3 separate regions of the Hordeum vulgare genome follow, and regions 1 and 2 are each linked to region 3. Evidence: chromatin contacts called from public Hi-C data. All regions are on one chromosome and are shown on one strand. The core of a region is the stretch at or near the end of the contact, and the rest is flanking DNA. Distances in the headings are between cores, read along the strand shown. Region 1 has its middle 130 kb from the start of LOC123446660. Region 2 holds the start of LOC123446660 (protein PSK SIMULATOR 1-like). Region 3 holds the start of LOC123449038 (serine/arginine repetitive matrix protein 1).

The links. A called contact is a pair of places that touch in the nucleus more often than the background predicts.
Region 1: a contact with region 3 is called in a Hi-C map of seedling, with 3 times the contacts expected there. The contact joins the enhancer-like site here to the promoter of LOC123449038 in region 3. A contact is called at or near these places in 2 of 6 Hi-C or Micro-C datasets (leaf and seedling).
Region 2: a contact with region 3 is called in a Hi-C map of leaf, with 5 times the contacts expected there. The contact joins the promoter of LOC123446660 here to the promoter of LOC123449038 in region 3. A contact is called at or near these places in 2 of 6 Hi-C or Micro-C datasets (both in leaf).

The regions. Positions count from the first base shown.
Region 1 is chr4H:479,536,269-479,539,022 of MorexV3_pseudomolecules_assembly, reverse strand. No RefSeq gene overlaps it. Among protein-coding and RNA genes, the nearest start is that of LOC123446660, 130 kb to the left of the region's middle. Within about 2 kb of position 1,497, at least 3 of the 3 cell types and tissues checked have open chromatin away from gene starts, as enhancers often do. A contact at or near this core is called in leaf and seedling, where this site is marked.
Region 2 is chr4H:479,666,977-479,669,676 of MorexV3_pseudomolecules_assembly, reverse strand. LOC123446660 (protein PSK SIMULATOR 1-like) reads right to left here and starts at 1,381. Exons shown (of 1, transcript XM_045123221.1): 1 at 1-1,381. The coding sequence starts at 991.
Region 3 is chr4H:479,946,985-479,949,684 of MorexV3_pseudomolecules_assembly, reverse strand. LOC123449038 (serine/arginine repetitive matrix protein 1) reads right to left here and starts at 1,320. Exons shown (of 12, transcript XM_045126106.1): 1 at 1,176-1,320; 2 at 979-1,068; 3 at 738-860; 4 at 75-242. The coding sequence starts at 1,196.

The DNA of each region.
Region 1 (2,754 bases), core at 248-2,747, 410 kb after region 3:
CTTCTTCAGCTTGCGATCGCCCTTGTTCTCCATTTTGTGGGTGGATGGTGTGTTTGTTTGATGCGAGCTGTTGGCCCCCCTGATCCTCCGTGTTCTTATAGCCCCCTCACCTTGGCTATCCAAAGGAAGAATATCAGTGTTTTCTTTCCCCCGATCACTGGTTTTATCCGGGGGATCACCCGTTTGGGCAAAATTGATTTCCCAGATCATTTTGTCCCCTTCTCCGCCCATTAGGCCCGGGCCTTCCTCTGTATGCTGAACTTTTACTTTTTTGCGTGTATGACATTGTATTGGAACAGCCCCTGACTGTATCGTATACTGAATCTCTTGGTCAGGGAACAGACACACTGTTGAATCAATCTCTATCTCCATGATATGATTCCCCTCCTTAACTCCCTGATCCCTCCATACAGCTTGTCCATCAATTTGAGATTTGGCATCCTAACTGGGGGCTTACTTGCCTGATCTTGCCCAGACACCAGGCTCCAATCCAGGCCGCCATAGCTAGGTTGTGGATCTGAGATCTTCCCCTCGAATGATAAACGGATACGGTCCATACCTGCTCGCAGTCGCTCCACGATCTTGCCAGCATGATCCATTCCCGATCCCACTGATTCCGACGAAAATCCCTCCCGAGCCTTCGTCCTGGCCAACAGGGAGCGGGCAACGACCCCCATTTTCTTCCGGATCTCCAGGAGACCCAACGGACCTTCCTCCGCGAGACCGCGGTGCTTCGAGGGCTTTGCATCGCTCTCACTCTGAGGTGGAGGCGGGGGGAGAACAGAGGATTTCTGCGGAGGGATCAGTACTCCGGTGGCCGGTCGCCTGGGAGAGCGGCAGAGCGCAGTTAGCGGCCATCTTTGGTCTAGTTCTTTTCTGAATCGTCGAAACTTTCGCCGGCTCTCCCAAGAACCCCCAAGCGCGTTGGGTTTCGCCTGGGAATGCCGGCACTATTTTGACGTCCCGGGGGACGCTGGGGGCGTGGCTGGGCCATTTTTCAGTCAAAAAGCGCCCCCGAACCTAATACCGAACCTCAAAAAATGTCCTCGGAGGCATCTTGGGGGCACGGCTGTAGATGCTCTTAACTTTGCTGCAACCTCCTCTATACAGTACAATACAGTATAGTATGTACGTTCATAAAGCTTCACGTATCCTTATCAGTTGTGATCTACTTCCTCTACTCCATAATATGAGGATGTTTTTGATAATATTATAGTGTCAAAAGCGTATTTATATTATGAGATGGAATGAGTAGTACAGTACTCCACGTATGTATGTATGCATCGCAAAGGAATTTATGCCAAAACGATCAGAAATTTCAGCGAGGTAAAAGAATTTTAGCAGGTCGCGCGCAAAGGCGCGTGTTGGAGTTGCTCTTAGTGATTGACGAAACTAAAAGACGAGAGCAAATTAAAGCTGTCACGTGGAAACCACCCGGTCCCGTGCATCGCCCGCTCAGGAAAGATGATGAGCCGCGCCTTTTTGACCACAGCACTAGGCAACGCAGCGTACGTACCTCTGCCCGTGCTGTTGCCCCGGCGGGGCAATGATGATCGTGCGGTGTCCGTCCAGTTTGCGGTCGCGCGCGCCCCCAGGTCAGCCATTATTGTTTTTCTTTCTTTTCACTTCGCGCACTTTGTGGATAACAACACGAATATGATGTATCGTCCGGTCTCGCACACTTGGAAGCCGTTGCGATGTTGCGTGAGACAATGACATGGCTGTTTTTATTGGTTACGAGACGACCAGGGGCTCACTACAGCATTATATCAGGAAAAAGGAGAGAGGGATCCATAAAGACCTGAACACATCTGACCTTGTTTTCTTTTGCAAATGTCTCTTCAAAGTTCAAACGAAAGCTTATGAGGGTGCCTGGCTGCCTGCACCTGCATATGTCTAGTTCATTTGTGGGACAAAACGAGTTTTTGTATTTACAGTGCAAAAGGAGTGTTTTCGTTGGGCTTCGTAGCCAGAAGATCATAGCCAAGTTGGCTGCTAGGATCGGCTTCTTCAGATGTAAACACTGGTACATGTCGATGCAGGCTTCGCAAGGGAACGAGAGGATGAGCTGCAGTTGTGTGCAGAGATAGCGACAGCACCTTCCTGGGCAGTTCATCACTTGTCACAGGGGGAGTTGATGACCGAGCAATTTTAGAGGCTATTGCATCGAGAGAGGCCTTAGCACTAAGAGCAAGCACAATAAAGTACAGTCAACGGGCTGTCAGGATTAAAATACTATATTTTTACTGAGTTGGATGAGAGAGAAGAGGAGAGAGAAGAAAAGCGGACTCTTCGTGAAGAGCTAGCTCTAACAAGTGCTCTTAGGTGCTTTGTGAGAATGAAAGGTGGGCCATATATGATAAAAGTATTACTCTTGTATAGCTAACTATTGTACTCCCTCTTTCCATATATATAAGGCCTAATACGTTTTTCGAGACTAACTTTGACCATATGTTAGAGCAATAATATATGACATGCAAGTTACACAAAACATATCTTCAAATTCGTACGTGAAAGGAGCTTTCAGTGATATAATTTTCATATTATACAATTCATATACTATTAATCTTATCAATAGTCAAAGGCAATTTCGAAAAATGCATTAGGCCATATATATATGGATGGAGGAAGTACAAGCTAACTATAAGTTTGTGGTCGCTTCTGACTAATAGCAGGTGATAGGAGACATCCACGAAGGCAATTATGAAGCTATTATCAGCAAAATCAATCTTCAAGCATCTTTACTTGATAGTA
Region 2 (2,700 bases), core at 132-2,631, 280 kb after region 3:
TCAGTGCCTTGAGCAGCGTCTCGGCCGACAAGATCACGTTCGCGTAACGCAGTTCCATGCCCGAGCCACCGACGGTGGTCGCGGGTGGCTTGATTGACTCTGACGATGTGGAGGCTGTGTCTTTCGGCCGGAAGATGGGAGCCGAGTGCCGGATCGCCGCGTTGGGAGCCATCGACTGGTGCATGGGGCCAGACGAGTGGCCGAGCGCCCATCCCCGGCCTCCTGCTAACGGAGGTGGCAATCCCGGCACTAACGCACCGAAGGCAACGGAGACGCGCGCGAGCACGGCGAGCACCGACTTGGCCATGAGCTTGGCCACCTTGTGGGCGGCCACGCTCCAGAGCGAGCCCTCCGTGAGTCGCCGCACCTTGTGGCGCTGCAACCTGAGCTCGCCCATCAGCTTCTCGCTTGGCTCGTCCGCGTGCTGCCTGCTCTTGGATGACTGCGCCGGGATTGGCCCGCTGTGCTGCTTCCACTGCTCCATCCGCCGCTCCGACGCCTCTAGCTCGGTGAGCGCGTCCATCTCCGCGTACAGCTTCGCTGTGGCGGCTACGTGCCGCTCCATCTTCTTGAACCGCTTCGCTGCGCCCCTGGAGAACCCGACCGTGGCGTCCAGCCGCGCGAGGCCGGCCCCCCGCTTCGCGTCGGCGTAGACGCGGTCGAAGTCGTGCAGGAACGGCGCGTCCGGCAGCACGCGGCAGCGCGCCCCGAGGCGCGCGGCGTCGTCGGCGGCGCGGTCGAGGCTCGCCATGAGCTCGCCGCACGCGAGCCGGAGCAGGCGGGACTGGTCCGTGGACGTGAGCCGCGCGACGCCCTCTGCGCGTAAGACGTCAGCGCGGAGCCTCCTGACCTCCGCGTCCGACAGGGAGAGGTGGAGCGAGACCAGCCGCGACATGGCCGCCGCCGCCTCGAAAGCCAGGATGCCGAGCCCGTCCTGCCTGGAGCCTCCGCCGAGCCGAGACCGCAGGCCGGACAGCCATGACCTAGCCATGACCGATCGAAAACCAAAGAAAGAAGGAAACCGTAGCTATGTACGCTGCCGACTGACTGAGGCAGCCGCAGCCGCAGCCTGCAGGTAGTTATAGGAGCGATCGTAGAATCGCTGTAGGTACGTTCCAAGAGAGATGGCGCAGGATCATGCGTATGACGGATGGTAAACCGCGTTTAACAGCGAGGAGCTACGCCAGCGCCAGCGCGCGAAGAAGACGAAGGAAGCATGTGTGTCTGTGGATGGAGGATTAGACGGAGAAGGTGCGTGTTAACTTAACGTAGTCGGCCGCGCGACGCGGCCGGGTCAGGAGATGCGAAGTCGTCCACGCACGCAGCCGGCAAATCACGGGCAACTGACCCATGTGCCTGCAGCAATCGATCGAGTCGCGGGCATGTCGCTACATGTCATGAATTCCTCCTCTCCTGCCGTCCCGATTATAATTAGACTAGTGGTGGTGGAAGTTTGAGTGCAGTCTGATGGATAGGCCCGGAGACTTGCCCCCGCCAGGTCGTCGACGGCGACGCCTCCTTCCCCTCTTCCCGCTTGGCCTGGAATATGCATGTCCGATGACTCCGATCGACCGGTAAGACACGGTGCGTCGTCGCCTCGGTGGCCTACGTGCTTCCCGCATGTGGTTGTATGGTGGAGGACCCGCTTTGCTACATACTCCAATTGGTACTGTGGTACGCCTCCAGTACGTCTTTTTCTCGGTTATAATAACTGTAGTTTGAATTTCTTTTGCTGGAACTCTAAACTTCGGTTTTCAACCATTTATGTGAGACTAGGAGCACTGCCACGGTTAGTGCCCGTTCTTCACAGATTTGAATTACCACCGGAGGGCTCATTCAACGATTTGATAGTAACCTGTCTGTTACCTATACAATACGGCAGGAGTGAAAGACTGTTATGTTAGGTCATTTTCAACGCCGATCATCAAAACATATGCAAATGTCGAGATCGAACGGTCACGACATATCTAGGTCTCCAATGTGAACATGAAATTGGCCTGTACCACTTTAGACATCTAAAATCCCGCAGGCTCATTTGAAATAGAGGGGAGCTCTAGGGGAGTCGAAGCGTTCGCCACATTGAGCTCCGACAGGTAGGTTGTCGGTGTTAAAATCGGCTGACCTCAAGTAGGGGGTGTGAACTCTGGATCTAGATTCCATGGATAACAAGAGACGAAGAAGACGGTGTTTTATCCAGGTTCGGGCCTTGTTCATGAAGGTAAAACCCTATGTCCTGCTCTTGCTGGTATCGATGGAGTAGTATAGAGTACATAGTTGATCTACTTCGAGATTGGATGTTGTGGTCTAAATCCAAATCACAATGAGCTTAATCCGTCCTACGAACTAGGCCCCCCTAGCTTATATAGATACTAGGGATGTTAGTGTTACGCAAGGTCGGTTATAATAGAAAAGGAATATGTCGATTACTACGTTGTCTTGGATCATACACCAAGTCTTCGGAAGAGTTCATATTATTCCAATACTTACAATGATGACCGAATATGCCCGAGAGTCTGGCCCATGAGAACAAACGGACAGCCCGAGGAGCCCTTAGTCCCGGACTGCCTCAGTAGCCCCTGAACATGTTAAAAATATGCCCTAGAGGCAATAAGAAATTGGTTATTATTATATTTCCTTGTTCATGATAATCGTTTATTATCCATGCTAGAATTATATTGATTGGAAACTCAAAAATACATG
Region 3 (2,700 bases), core at 71-2,570:
CCAGAACAACATGTCTGGAGTATGTCATAGAAATATTTATTATAATAATAATACATTGATGTATTTATGCAAACCTTTCTCTGCTGAATCTCAGCCTCCTTTGCATCCAAAAATTGCTGGGGCACACCACTGGCATTCTGCTGCGCACTTAGAAGGAGGCTCCACAGCTCCCTCATGAACTTTATTGTATTCTTCTCCATGAACCCCGTCAGCTGGATCTGTATGTACTTCCCGTCCACCTCCTGCAAAACAAACAAAAACCTTGTAAAGCTCCTAAGCTCCTACTATTTGGCGGTTAACTTTTACAGGTACAACACATACTTGTTTCACAAGTTCACAAGAAGTTTCAGTAAACTAATCCAATTGGTATTTTGCTAATCCAGTTGGTATTTTGCAAATTGGAAAATGTTGTGGTTTAGCTCCACAAGGTGGCTGTGATTACCTGTCTTACACTATCCAAACAAACCTATGAGAGACTTTGATAGTTCCCGAATTACATGTGCATAATTTCAGTTTTCATTCCTGACTCCTGAGCTACACGATGAAGATAGTTTGGTTCTTTGCTTACAATCTTAAAGCTGAATGGACCAAATCCAATATATCCAGAGATGCTTTACATGAATCGAATGGAGAGTTCAGTTTTCAATTAATAGGCATATCTCAATAAAAAAAAACATCTGTGTTTGTTCAACGAGAAACAAGCATATGTTAAAGAAGTTTATCTTCAAAAAACACACCTTCGCATCGAGCAGGCCGTAGATGAAGTTGATAAGCACTTCGTCCTCGAACCCAAGAAGCTCAGTGACCCGTGTGGCAATCCACGGCTTCATCACGTCCATCTTCACCTTTGACATGTCCACCTAACCCAAGGAAAGAAACAAATTAGCGTTTACCTTGAACCCACGGCAGATACTCCCCTTCTGGACGCTCATCGGCTAGAACCCGATGGAGGCATAGGGCGAGAACGAAAAAGCTAACCTGATGGTCAAGCTCAGACGCGAACTTCTGTGTCTTCAGCAACTTGGCATGCTTGTTGGAGAATCTGGTATCCTGGTCGGCCGACGTCCCCTGATAAAAACACGGCGAGTCAGCGCAGCTGTCACAGATCGGACGAACCGGAAAAAACGAAGCGAGATTGGCGAACTAAATCAATGCGGGGAACCGTGTCCGCTTACCCGGAAGAAGCCTCCTGACATCTTCACAGACGGGCGGCGGCCGCCGGCTTGGGGGGGGAGGATGCCGAGGAGGGATGGCTAGGGTTGGTGCCTTGGGAAGACGACGACGAGTTGGGGATGCAGGGGAGAAGAAGAGGCCGCAGGAAGAGCTATAGACAATAGCCCGATCCAAAACAGTCTCCCTGTCTCAGCTGCCTGGGCCGAGCCCACAGGTCTGTGGGCTTTCGAGTCTGTTCACTCGTAGTACGATGTTCATCACGATTGAAGGAGCAAAATTACTTCCATGTCGTTAGGGTTTTGTTCCTATCGTCCTTCCCTCTCGGCAAATTCCGGTTCTTCCTAACTCGTGATCAGTCAGTCCTAATAGATGACGGTTAGTAAAAAAAAATTGACCGGCTACTATAGGGAAACACCCCACAGATGGTTAGCATTTTCAACGGTGACTCTGAGGCGATCCAGGTCTTCACGTCGCCGTCTCCCATTTTCTCATCGCTGCCGCCGGCAAACCCCTCCGTTCAAATCCAGTTTCATCCAATCCCTAGCCAACAATCATCCCCCGCCCCCCAAGTTAGGTCTCCCGCATGTGTCTAGGGCACGCGGCTGTAAAACTCCCAAAATCCTAGTTTCGTGTTCTGGTTTCTAGTTTGTGGTTTTCGTTTCGGGTGCCACATGGCGTAATAATAATTTCCGAGTTTAAGGGTATATTCGTGAAAGGCTCGACAGAGCGGTGGCTACTCCTCAATGGTGGAATAGGTTCCCTCGTTACAAGTGGTCAATGGTGGAATAGGTTCCCTCGTTACAAGTGGTCAATGGTGATCCACAACATTCTAATCATAGACCCATTGTTTTGGACTTGGAGGGTGGCACACCTATTGAAAGGACGTGGATGTCGCTAGAGGGGGTGAATAGGCGCTTTAAAATATTTACGGTTTAGGCTTGAACAAATGCGAAATAAAACTAATATTTAATTTGTCAATCACAAAACCTAAAACAACTAGGCTCACTTATGTGCACCAACAACTTATGCTAAGCAAGATAAAAAAACTAAGTTATAGCAAGATATATTACAAGAAAGAATATGGCAATCACAAAGTAAAGTGCATAAGTAAAGGGCTCGGGTAAGAGATAACCGAGGCATGTGGAGACGACGATGTATCCCGAAGTTCACACCCTTGCGGATGCTAATCTTCGTTTGGAGCAGTGTGGGGGCACGATGCTCCCCAAGATGCCACTAAGGCCACCATAATCTCCTCACGCCCTCGCACAATGCGAGATGTCGTGAATCCACTAATGGACCCTTGAGGGCGGTCACCGAACCTTTACAACACAAGGTTGGAGCAATCTCCACAACTTAATTAGAGGATCCCAACAACACCACGAAGCTCCATCACAATGAAATATGGCTTCGAGGTAACCACAAATGCTTGGGGCAATCTTCACAACCTAATTGGAGACCCCCGACGCTTGTCCGGAGCTTTACACCACAATGATTGAGCTCCAAGGCACCACCAAGCTTCTAGGATGC